Linked DNA regions of Macaca mulatta: region 1 is linked to region 2. A link is a contact called in public Hi-C data. All regions are on one chromosome and are shown on one strand. The core of a region is the stretch at or near the end of the contact, and the rest is flanking DNA. Distances in the headings are between cores, read along the strand shown. Region 1 overlaps RIPOR3 (RIPOR family member 3). Region 2 has its middle 40 kb from the start of PTPN1.

Region 1 (6,231 bases), core at 356-2,855, 120 kb before region 2:
TCAGAATGCACTTCTGGAATATCATTAGACAAAAGGAGTTTTCTTCATTGTATTAGCCCTGGGACCAGTTTTTAGGGATAAATTAAACACCACAGTATAGCTCTTGTGACTGTGTACACCTGGCCCAAAGATGGACTGATCCTGTCCTGAACGTTGTTTAGAGAAAGATGGGCACAGCGTGCCTTACTGTCGGCACCTGGCGGTTGATGGACCCGGAACCATGGACTCCACTCCTGCTCACCCCTCCATTCACAGCCTCCTTACTCTCCCCAGGCTGTGCTCTTCTACACCAACGCCCTGGCAGAGAACGATGCAAGGCTCCAGCAGGCCGCGTGCCTGGCGCTCAAACAGCTCAAGGTGAGCCTGACGTTTCTCCATTAGTGGCTGACAGAGAAGCCTGCTTGTGGTTAGGGTTAAGGTTAGTTAACTTTAAAATGATTTCACTGGGGCCGGGCCATGGTGGCTCACGCCTACAATCCCAGCACTTTGGGAGGCCGAGGTGGGCAGATCACCTGAGGTCAGGAGTTCGAGACCAGCCTGGCCAACATGGCAAAACCCATACACACAAAATTAGCTAGGTGTGGTGGCACATGCCTGTAGTCCCAGCTACTCGGGACTTGAACCCGGGAGGCGGAAGTTGCAGTGAGCTGAGATCGTGCCACTGCGCTCCAGCCTGGGCGACAAAGCAAGACCCCATCTCAAAAAAAAAAAAAAAAAGTATAAAATACAGAGATAGAAAAGAAAGTTATCCATCATCCTAGAATGTAGCAGAAGCAACGGCTGACATTTTGGTATGCTTCTTTTAAAAGTTTGTGGGTATGCGTGAGCATTTAAAATTGTTGATCCAAACATAGTTTAAAAACAGTCAACAAAACAAGAACATTTTGTGTTAGACTGGCAGCACTTTAGAATTCTTTATTTGTGGTTTTTTTTTTGGGGGGGTCTTTTTTTTTTCACTTTAGAATTCTGTATGAAGGGGCTATCAAGTATACACCTTAATTTAACCTACTCACCCGCTGTCATAGGAAATAGTTTTCTTTATCCAATTTTTATCATAAAGCATGTCATTGTGATCATGTTTGTGCATAAAGCTTTAAAAACAGAGTTCTGAATTATTTCCTTAGGCTAGACCCAATTCTAGGGCCAGAGAATATGAGCATTTTTGAGACTTGATACAACCCACACATAGATCCCATGGATGTGAGGGGATGCCCGCTTTCCCTCAGCCTCACCTCAGCCTCACCTGCATTTGGAATTGCACAGCTGCTAGATTAAAGATAGTTCAATACAGATTGAACTCGCTCATCCCATTCTTTCTGGGATGAATCAACAGGAAATTCTAAGAGGAGAAGCTGGTTAGGATCAGAAAACCAGCAAGGGCCGGGTGTCCAGTAGAGGGCGCTGCAGCGCATGCTGGTCCTTGGCCCGCAGGAGCAACCCGCGCCGGGGGCATGTGCCAGAGTCGGGCATACTGGCACAGGCTGCCCTGGAGAGTAGGGTAAAGAGAGCATGGGGGAGGCAGGAAGGTCCAGAAAGCAGCAGGTCTCCTCCTTTTCAATTCTAGCCTTTCAGCAGGCATCCAGGAAGACGAGTTCTGCCAACAGCCTGACTCCCTAGCAGGTGTCAGAGCTGAAGAGGCGAGACACTTCCACAGTCCAGAGGTGCCTCTCATGCACCTGAGGCCACCTAAAAAACCTGGAAGCCTGGAGAAAAAGAAGGGGCTGAGTCCCCAGAGACCACGCTAGGGCTGGCCCTGCAGGGCCGCTAAGTGGACTCTACCTGCTGTTGAGAAGGCCCCCAAAGGATTCTTTCTCCTAATCTCGAATAGGGCATTGAAAGCATCGACCAGATTGCCAGCCTGTGCCAGTCTGACCTGGAGGCCGTGCGGGCGGCAGCCCGGGAAACCACACTCTCGTTCGGTAAAGTGGCACAATCTGTGCAGCGCAGCGGAGTTCCTGGGGCCCTCAGAACCTGCGAGAGGCCACAGCCACACCCAGCTCTCCCAGCAGGCAGAACAGCTCTGGGGTACCCGGGATGGGCACCGTTAGCAGCCCTGGCACAGAGCCAACCTTCACCCTTTGTAGCATCCTGCCAGGGCTGGGTGGCAGGGAGTGTTCGCTATCTTCTTAGACTTTATGACCTTTGGGATAGAAGCCAGAGGCAAGGCAGGGTTCCGATTCAGCAGGACATCCTAGAGTTAAAGGCAAGGCCCCCCAGGCCATGTGAGTCACCAGGTGGGGGCTCCCGCACATACTCCCTCCCCTGCCGCTTTGCAGAGACCACCGGGACCCACAGTCACTAAGCACTAGGGCCACCTTGGCCCATGAGAGTCGGAAGTGCCAAGGCAGGATCCAATCTGGTGACAGGTCCCTTTGCTATTTCAGGTGAAAACGGACGGTTAGCTTTTGAGAAGATGGACAAGCTCTGCTCAGAACAAAGAGAAGTCTTTTGCCAGGAGGCAGATGTTGAAATCACAATATTTTAAAAAATCCTGGTCGTTGAGCACAAATCTCACATCGGTTTTTTGCCGCTGCCCGGCTTGGACATAGCCTGCGCGCTGGGTAATGGTGCTGTGCGCTCCTCCAGGAGTGTGAGCTGTCCAGAGCGCTGCCTGAGGCTCCGGCCACTGACCCAGCCCCAGGGCATGGGCTGGTCTTTTGTACAGAAGCAGAAAAAAGCAAGGCAGGGGCTGCCAGGCCTCAGTGGAGCGCTCGACTTCTGGCTGCGGGTCTGTGTGACCTTCCCAGAGATGCAGAGCTGAGCTGCACTAGGTGGCCACCTACAAAAGGGCCAAGGCCAGGCAAGTCGAGGCCCTAAATAAAAGGCTCCAAGACAAGTGTGTAGAACTCCAGGCCTCCCTGCCGGTCAGCTGCTTGGCACTTCTGGGTCAACAGGCGCTGGGATGCAGCAGGCTGGCAGGTGGCTGGCCCTGTTAATGCAAGACTGCTCAGGTCATTTCAGCAGCAGCCAGGTGTCACCTTGGTGAGCTGGGGAAGGCGGGAAGGCACAAAGCCAGGGTTTCTACATGCACACTCTCAGCCTGACCTGCAGCCAGAGTGCCGGTGGAACTCCCAGACAGCGGCTGGTGGACTGAGAACCTCATTTTCCCCCTGTTCAGCAGCACAAACGGAAGAAGCCACCACATCAGCCCAGGAGCCCTGAGTAGCACGGGCAGCAGGGCCACTCACTTTGGCCATCCGCACCCAAATGCAATCAAGCCAGCTTCGGAAGCTACCCTAGGGTCTCGTCAATAAACCGTTACAGAAGCCATCAACTGGCCTGAAGAAAGAGTTCACTGAAGAACACACTGTTTTAAAGAAAGAAAATTAGTTTCCTATTTAAGTCTTAAAAAAAGCAAACCATGTCCTGAGATGTCTGTGTTAATAGTGCAGACAGAACCTAGGGTTTGAGGTTGCTGTAGCAATGGCATTGGAGAACTTTAACTTGAACATTCTCATCGATACTTCCTGTACATATTTTGTGCTTTTTGGTTTAACTTAGTATTTATTTGCCTTGTTCATATGTTCCATTTTCTGAAATTTCAATTAAACTATTTTAATTGGTGTTTCACTGTTTACCCAAAAGAGTAGACAGCGGTTGTTTCCCCAAACACCTGCCAGTGGGGAGGTCACCCCTGTGGTCTTGTGGTGCGCTGTGGGGACACTTAAAGGAGGGCGGCCTCAGGCAGCGACTCTGGTAAACGCTGTCTCCAGGCTTCTCTGCATGCTCTCGAAGGCTCCAGGCGTGCTCTCCCCTATATGGGCACTCTGTGGCACAGCCTTTGCCCTTTTGCCCCATCTGATTTCTGGCAAACCCCCTCCTCTTTTTTTAAGCATCAGCAGTACCCACTTAGAGCAGGGGTCCTCAACCCCCAGGCCACGGACCGGTACCGGTCTGAGGCCTGTTAGGAACTGGGCTGCATGGCAGGAGGTGAGTGGCCGGCGAGCAAGCATTACTGCCTGAGCTCCACCTCCTGTTAGATCAGCTGCAGCATCAGGTTCTCATAGGAGCGCGAACCCTATCGTGAACTGCATGTGTTATTGTGAACTGCCTGTGCGAGAGATCAGCTTGCAAGCTCCTTATGATAATCTGATGCCTGATGATCTGAGGTGGAAGTTTCTATCCCAAAACCATGCCTCACCACCCCCAGGCCTGTGGAAAAATTGTCTTCCATGGAACCGGTCCCTGGTGCCCAAAAGGTTGGGGACCATTGCCCTAGAGCGTTCTCTTCTTGAAAGCTTAGAGGCCCTTTTTTATACCTGAAACAGTGGGAGCAACACTGACATCTGCAGCCCTAGGCCCCTGCGGGTCCACATGACCACAGCCTGTCCTTTTCCCAGTCTCATGAGCCTGGGCCTGCAGCCAGCTTTGAAACAGTCGAAGAACCTTGGAGGGTACCGGGGAACTCTTTGTACTATTTTGGCAACATTCTGCAAGTCCAAAGTTACTTCAAAACGAAAAGTCAAAAAAATCACTTTGGGGGGAATTTTTACATTGTTTAATTTTGTACACAAATGAAAAACTGTACTAATTTTTTATCTTATTTTTAAGTCAACTCTATATCAAATGGACTTTACGTACTGAGATGCGGTAACCATTGTGTCTTACAGGTAATTGGGTAAGGGACATGGTTTTGAGATTACAACTCAAAACACTGTTCTTCAAACAACACTGATAAGTTTGTTAAGTTATCCAAGGGCCCTCTACATGGAAAGCGTGGGTTTGGGAAGGAAGTGGGCTGAGGCCTAAGGTGTTCAGTAAGCTCACCCTCAAGGAAAGCGCTCCAGCCTGAGGGCGCTGGCAACGCGGGGATGCTGAGGTTAATTCTTAGAAGTGGAAAACTCTAACCCCAGCTGATTGACAACATCTGTTTCACATCAGCAGGGATGGAAAGAAACAGGAGTTGCTCATCCTGGTTTAGCTCAATTAAGCAAAGAAAAAAAAAATGGGAAGCACCCCAAATTCACGTTCTTTAGAAAAAAAACTTTATTGTTGCAGCTAAAACGCAAACCCATCATGAATATGGCAAGTTGGAAAACTGTACAGTCTGACAGTTCTGTGAGGTCACAGAAGACCCTGAGACACGCCCCCCCACCCACCCGGTCATGCAGCCACGTATCCACACACACCTGAAAAGGTATTATACCAAAACACCTTGCTTTTTTTGTTTTTATTTTTGTAAAAATGGTTTATTCCATGGCCATTGTAAAAAATAATGACCTGATGAGTAAATATTGGCTTAAGGCATATAGCAGAGCAGCTCGCTACCTCTCTAACATACGTGTAACAAGGTGGAGAGCCAGCTGCTCTCCGAGGATAGGAGGTTAAACCAGTACGTCCATTTTGAAATGCTACTATATATACACACCCAAACTACTACATACATATACAGGACTTAAAAACAACAAGCCCAGCTCAGAATGCTTACAGCCTGGCACCTAAGCCTTATCCACACCTCACCACAGCTCTATGGGGTGATGCCTCGAATGTTCCCACGACAGAATTTCTCTGTACTGGCTTCTACCACGAGAAAGGCAAAATGTGAAAATGCTGGCAAGAGAGTAGCTCGGGAGCTACAGCTGCCGTGTTTTTCTTGTTAAAAAGCCACTTAATGTGGAGGTCTTCAGTTCCCTTTGCAGGAAGAGTCGTGAGCACCATCAGGCCCCACAGGGTTCGAGGGTGGGGCAGACGCGCCTCTCTCGGCAAGGTGAACCCAGACGGAGACGGCGGCAGGCTGCCTAAAGGACCGTCACCCAGGCTGTTTCAAGAAGTGTGGTTTCCAGCAGTTGCCTCTCTTCCAAATCACAGTCTGCTCAAGAAGAGTGCTGACTTGGAATGGCAGAGGCTGATCCCAAAGGTGGGGGGCGGGGGGTGTCCCTGCTTGCCTAAATAATGTCCAGAGCGTGAGGTGTGAATATGGCTTCCCATACCCTTGGAATGTCTGAGTTACAGCGAGACCCTGCTGCACCAGGACAGGCCGGGTCTCACCAGGAAGTCACTAGAGTGTCAGGCCAGGAATGAGGCAAATGCCTATTCCTGGAAAACTGCACCCTATTGCTGAGTGACAACGACTTCAGCAACAGGCTTAGGAACCACAGCCATGTAATGATCAGGTCATGCACAGGCAGGTTGGACTTGGACATGGGGCACATTAGTAAGCAGAGATCAAAGTTTCTCATTTCAAGCACATATTTTTCATCAGGACACAAGAAGACCTTACATGCATTCTAG
Region 2 (6,728 bases), core at 1,497-3,996:
GCAAAATCTGGACACCTTTCTCTAGCCTTCCCAGCCCAGTAGACTCCATCACCACCCATGTGGCCACGTAAGCCAGAAGTCGGCCTTGAATCTTCCTCGAGTCTGCTCCGTTACCTCTCCTGGGCCACATCCAACTCATCCATTGCAATTTCAAACTGTCTTCAATCTGCCTGCTCATCTTCACCACTGCCACCTCTCAGGTACAGCCCCCGGCTCCCTGTCCCTCCCTCAGGGAACTGTCCAGCCTGCTGAGCAGTCTCCTGATTTGCGTCTTGCCTTCCTCCAGTAGTTTCTCCAAATGGCAGCAAGATGCTCTTAAAATGGAAATCAGATCATCTTCTTTTGAATGTCTTCCCACTGCATTTGGACTCAAGACCAGACTCCTAAGTGGTGATCTACAAGGCTCAGCAGCCTCAGGCCACCACTTGTCACATGTCATCCTTCCCAGGCACACTCTTAGTTCCTGAAGTACACCAACCTCTTTCTCAGCCTGGGGCCTTTTGCATATGCTGTTTCTTCCCACAATCCGTTATTAGTCCATTGCATATCTTTCTAAGATGGTTTATGCATGTACAAGCAAATGTGAATATATATTCTGTTCCTCCCCACTCCCTTAAAATGTTATGAGTCCATGCTGTGTGTGAATAAATCTGTAGGAAGAACTCCTAAAAGCAGAATTGCCGTGGTAACAGCTATGGTCATTTTAAACTTCATGAATAATGTTCATGTGGAATCGCGTCAGTTTACGAGTGCTCATTTTCAGACACGCTTACCAACACAGCGGATTGTCAGTTCGAGACTTTGGTTAAACCAATGCAGTGGTGTGTGTGGGGGGGAGGGGGTGGCGGTGGGAAATGGTATCTCATTTCTCTTTTTATACATGAAATTGAGCTTTTTTTTTTTTTTTTCGAGTTGAAGTTTTGCTCTTGTTGCCCAGGCAGGAGTGTAATGGTGCGATTTTGGCTCACCAGAACACCTCCCGAGTTCAAGTGACTCTCCTGCTTCAGCCTCCTGAGTAGCTGGGATTACAGGCATGCACCACCACACCTGGCTAATTTTGTATTTTTAGTGGAGACAGGGTTTCTCCATGTTGGTCAGGCTGGTCTTGAACTCCCAACCTTGAGTGATCTGCCGGCCTTGGCCTCCCAAAGTGCTGGGATTACAGGCGTGAGCCACTGTGCCTGGCCAAAATTGAGCATCTTTTGATATGCTTAACAGCCATTTGCTTTTTCCTCTCTTCGACCTTTTTTTGACCATTTTCCCACTGAGTTATTCATCTTTTCTTTTATTTTGAGACAGGGTCTCACTCTGATGCCCAGGCTGGAGTACAGTGGCATGATCACGGCTCACTGCAGCCTCAACTTCTTGGGCTCAAGTGATTCTCCCACCTCAGCCTCCTTGGTAGCTGGGACAACAGGCGTGCACCACCATACCTGGCCAATTTTTGTGATGGGGTTTTGCCATTTTACCCAGGCTGTTCTCAAACTCCTGGGCTCAAGCAATCCACCCACTCTGGCCTCCCAAAGTGCTCGGATTACAGGTGTGAGCTACCACACCTGACCTAAAACATTTGTTAATTTGCCCTTCTTCTTTTACCCACTAAGATGTTAGCTCCTTGAGGGCAGGGACCACTCATATCTTGTTCACCATTGTATCCCCAGCAGCTTCCACAGTGCCTTGCACACAGGAGGTGTTCATGGTGGACATCTGTAGCTGTGTTCACCTTTTTTTTTTTTTGAGATGGAGTTTTGCTCTTGTTACCCAGGCTGGAGTGCAGTGGCGCAATCTCAGCTCACTGCAACCTCCACCTCCTGGGCTCAAGTGATTCTCCTGACTCAGCCTCCTGAGTAGCTGGGATTACAGGCACCCACCATCACGCCCAACTAATTTTGTATTTTTAGTAGAAACAGGGTTTCACCATGTTGGCCAGGCTGGTCTTGAACTCCTGGCCTCAAGTGATCCACCGGCCTTGGCCTCCCAAAGTGCTGGGATTACAGGCATAAGCCACCACACCTGGCTGCTTCTAGAAAATGTTTATGCCAAAAAAAAAAAAAAGAAAGTAAAATAGAAAATTTTTATGCCTATGTGAATACATTTATATGTACATGCCAACATATTGTTTCACTTTTCATTTTCAAAAATGATTCTACTATGCATTCTGTTCTGTCCCTTCACTTTTTCATTTAGTAATATCCTCAACCAATGACTCAGAGGAAAATGGATGAGGGATATATACACACAAGTGCACAGAAAAGGAAATACAAATAGCTCATAAACATATGAAAGGATGTTCAACTTCCTTTATAATAAGAAAAATGCAAATTAAAAGTACACAGAGATCATTTCTCGCCTATCAGATTGGCAAAAAATCCCAAAGTCTGATAACACACTGTGTTGGCAAGGCTGCAGGCAAAAAAAAGCATTTTTGTACCTTGTTGGTGGAGGTGGAAATTGGCACAATCCTATGGAGGACAATTTGACCATATCTGTTGAAATGACAAATATATATATACTCTTTGATGCAGCAGCCACAGCTTCTGAAAATGTATCTGTCAGATATTCTTGCTCAAGTGCAAAATGACATGTATCTGGGGTCGTATTTAGAGCAGAGGTTTATTGTCTATCTCCCTCATTAGAAGGGAGGACCTATGAGGGCAGGAACCTTGCTGGTCTTGCTCCCCCATGACTGCCCCAGCTCCTAGCACTGTCCTTTGAACATAGTAGATGTCACAAAGACAACGCTCACTCAATATCTACATGCTCTTCTACCTCTCGCAGCCTTCCTTGCAGTAAGGTTGGAAATACATGGCTCATTTATGCCCAGTGGGATATGCAAAAGTGATGAAAGCTACTTCCTGGTCTGGCCGTTAAAAAATTCCATGTTACCTTCTAGCTCTTTCTTTGCCTGCTGTGTTCATCTCTAAGACTTCCTGTTCCAGATAAAGAAGGTGAGGTAGGAGATCAGTAGGACTTATTTTCCAAGCACAAATCACAGCCCTGCTGATCAAAACAGGATGCAGTAAAGAAACTGGCTGAAACCAGCAGATGGTGACAAAAGTGACCTCTAGTTGCCCTCACTGCTCATTAGCATAAAGACACTCCCACCAGCACCAGGACAGTTTACAAATGCCAGGGCAATGACCCGGAAGTTACCTTATATAGTTCTGGGAACCCTCTGCCTCTTTTCTAGAAAAGTCTGAATAACCTGCCCCTTCATTAGCATATAATTAAGAGTGGGTATAAATATCGGCAGCCCTGGTCTGCAGGGACTGCTGTTCTGGGCTGCTTTGGAGTAGCCTTTGGAGTAGCCCTGCTTTATCTGCAGAGCAGTCCCTCTGCTGCACACTGCTGCTCTAATAAACTTGCTTTCTTTCACTGTTGGCTCACTCTTGAATTCTTTCCTGAGTGAAGCCAAGAACCCTCCCAGGCTGAGCCCCGATTTTGGGATTCATCTGCATCAGCCTGTTCCAGATGGAGAAAAGTACTCAATTTGTATCATAATGCAAAGCAAGAAATGAACCTTTGCTGCATTAAGTCACTGCAATGCTGGCTTTGTCCCTACAGCATAGCCTATTTTATTCTGACTAAAGTACTGTGGTAGGTGCTCAATAAAAACTTGTTGAATAAATCTAAGCTGTAATGAGCATTCTTGTGCCCTGGATGAGCTACCATGTTGCTGGGTCAAAGAGTACATATTTAATACTTTGGTAGATAGCACAAACTGTCCTCCAGAAATTGTACATCAATTTTTGTTTGTTTGTTTTATTTTGTTTGAGACAGGGTTTCACTCTGTCACCCAAGCTGGAGTGCAGTGGCACAATCACAACTCACTTTAGCCTTGACCTCCTAGACTCATGTGATCCTCCCACTTCAGGCTCCCGAGTAGTTGGGACCACACGCATGCCCCACCACGTCTGGCTATTTTTTTTTTTTTTTTAATTTCTTGTAGAGACGAGGTCTAGCTATGTTGCAGAGGCTGGTCTTGAACTCTTGGGCTGAAGTGATCCTCCCACCTTGGCCTCCTAAAGTGCTGGGATTACAGGTGTGAGCCATGGCACCCGGCCAGTTTGCATTAATCTATATTCCCACCAACAGACATAATGATAACTCACACATAGAGATCTTGCTCTGTTCCAGGCACTATGCTCAGGGCTTTGTACATATGAAATACATTCACGCCCACAACAGACCTATGTGGTAGGTATGATTATTGTCCCCATTTCACTGATAAGGAAATGGCAGCACTCGGAAGTTAAATCACTTGCCCAAAGTCACACAGCTGGTAAGAAGGGGAGTGTTTTTAAAATTACAAATTTCCAATGTCCTACTTCTTCCAATGAACGGGCCAAGGTCCAGGAGTCTAAGACTCCCCATATGCTGCTGATAGTCAGCCAGCTTTGGAAACCAGCTCCCTGGAGGACTTAAGCTAAAGGTGCCAAAGAGTAGGTTTTATTTATTTATTTATTTTTAATAGAGAAGAGTTCTCGTTATGTTGTCCAGGCTGGTCTTGAACTCCTGGGCTCAAGCAATCCTTCCACCTTGGCCTCCCAAATTGCTGAGATTACAGGTGTGAGCCACTGTGCCTGGCCAAGTTATTGTTATTTTTTTAATGCTGCTATAACATAGGGGCCTCCTTGGCAGGCATCTTCCTTTAGAAGGTCTTAAGTATTTATTGAACAGGAATAAACTGATATAAGTGAATCAAACTTGTATACTTCCTTCTGTTAAAAAATAAAAATGAAAAAAAAGAAGGCCAAGTGTGGTGGATCACATCTGTAATCCCAGGCACTTTGGGAAGCCAAGGAGGGAGGATCACCTGAGTCCAGGAGTTTGAGACCAGCCTGGGAAACACAGTGAGACTGCATCTCTAAAGAAAATTTTACAAAGAAAATTAGCCAGGCATGGTGGTGCACACCTATAGTCTCAGCTACTCAAGAGGCCAAGGTGGATCACTTGAGCCAAGGAGTTCAAGGCTGCAGTGAGCTATGATCACACCACTGGACTCAAGCCTGGGTGTCAAGCAAGACTCTGTTTCAAAAAAATACCAACAAACCAAAAGAAGAAAAATCAAGAAGAAGAGAAGAAGGAGGAGGAAGAGGAGGAGGAGGAAGAGGAGGAGGAGAAAGAGGAGAAGAAGAAGAAGGAGAAGGAGAAAGAAGGAAGAGGAGGAGGAGGAAGAAAAGAAAAGGAGAAAGAGCTTTATTTATATATGCCAGGCCAACTTCTTTAGAGGTGTATTATTAGAATATAATTTCATCTGTGGGGCCCAGAGACAAAATAAGAGACTGAAATATGATAAGCATTTATTTGTTTTTCACAGGGATGTCTGAGATGGGTGGGTGGCTCTGTACCAGAAAGTTGTCAGAGGCTTGGGCCCCTAACTTGTTGTCCTATTCTCACCAGCATGTTGACCCCATCCAGAGGTCCAAATGCCTGATCACCAAATGCCAGTCCCATGTTCTGCTCACATGTCATTGGCCATACCTCAGTCACATGGCCACTTCTTGCTGCAAGGGAGGCTGGGAAATGTAGTCTTTATTGCAACCAGCCATGTGTTTCCATGGAGCATTTATCACTGGAGAAGGGAAAAACTGATACTGGGGACAACTCTCGGACTCTACAACTGGAGGCATTATTAAAGAGCTTAGAATTTAGATTCTGGAACAAAATAGATTACTCATTCCCAATAGCAGCACTGTGCCATACGGTTTCAGAATTTTAGCTGACCATGACTGCCAATTTCAGGAGGCCCACTTGGCTGGTCTTGGGGTTTGTGATATGCCTTATGGTTGCATAATGCAATAAGCACATGTGGGATTACAAACTAATCAACAGTAATAGATTCGAGCCAACAACGTTTCTTTTTAAATTTCTTCTCAAGGGTGTCTTTGTCAGTGTCAGAAGAGAGGTTAATTAATATTTTGCTGATTATGTAAGAAGTTACATGTAGAAAAACCAAGATTTTTTTTTTGGCTCTAGGCGTCTACTTTTTTTCAGCAGTATTTTAATTCCATGGATATGTTGGTGTCCAGGGAGGGCCTGAATCGCCTGCCCCTTATACTAGTCTAATCTTTGGTATTAACAGACTATCCCTGCCCCCACTACCACCTGAATACAACTTGATTCCATATAAGGAAAGAAGGAAAGTGAACACAAATTATTCATGGGACCCATACTAAGTCCTAGGCACTCAGCTGGGTGAATAAGCCTCCTTCTTGTGATGGGTGACTATTGTTTTTACCTACCTGGCTCCCATTTCCTCGGCCTCTGTAACAGCATCACAGTTTTTGCAGAGAAGACTCCTGGCTCATTGTCAGTTCACCTGGTTAAATGGGGCTGAGCCTACTTCTGGCTTTGAATACAGGCATCCGACCCAGGCCTGATAATCAGTGTGCTCCATTCCAAGGATTCAATCCTGTACTTTTTTCAGAACACTGGGAAAGAGATTTTTTGTTTTTTGTTTTTGAGGCAGAGACTTGCTTTGTCACCCAGGCTGGAGTGCAGTGGAGTGATCTCGGCTCACTGCAACCTCTGCCTCCCAGGCCTCAAGCGATTCTCGTGCCTCAGCCTCCCAAGTAGCTGGGATTACAGGCGTCTGCCACCATGCCTGGCTAATCTTTTTGTATTTTTAGTAGAGACATGGTTTCACCATGTTGACCAGGTTAGTTTTGAACTCCTGACCTCAAGTGACCTGCCAGCCTCAGCCTCCAAAAGTGCTGGGATTATAG

What was found. Hi-C and Micro-C count contacts between places; a contact is called where the count stands out from the background.
Region 1: a contact with region 2 is called in a Hi-C map of blood, with 2.9 times the contacts expected there. The contact joins two enhancer-like sites. A contact is called at or near these places in 7 of 14 Hi-C or Micro-C datasets (CD4 T cells, blood, cortical neurons and 3 more).

The regions. Positions count from the first base shown.
Region 1 is chr10:103,440,730-103,446,960 of T2T-MMU8v2.0, reverse strand. RIPOR3 (RIPOR family member 3) reads left to right here. Exons shown (of 23, transcript XM_077951985.1): 21 at 274-357; 22 at 1,829-1,919; 23 at 2,385-3,584. The coding sequence ends at 2,485. It overlaps PTPN1 (protein tyrosine phosphatase non-receptor type 1), which reads right to left. Exons shown (of 10, transcript NM_001258193.1): 10 at 5,167-6,231. Among named protein-coding and RNA genes, the nearest start is that of PTPN1, 77 kb to the right of the region's middle. Within about 2 kb of position 1,605, at least 5 of the 40 cell types and tissues checked have an H3K27ac peak or open chromatin away from gene starts, as enhancers often do. A contact at or near this core is called in blood, where this site is marked.
Region 2 is chr10:103,323,534-103,330,261 of T2T-MMU8v2.0, reverse strand. No RefSeq gene overlaps it. Among named protein-coding and RNA genes, the nearest start is that of PTPN1, 40 kb to the left of the region's middle. Within about 2 kb of position 2,746, at least 3 of the 40 cell types and tissues checked have an H3K27ac peak or open chromatin away from gene starts, as enhancers often do. A contact at or near this core is called in blood, where this site is marked.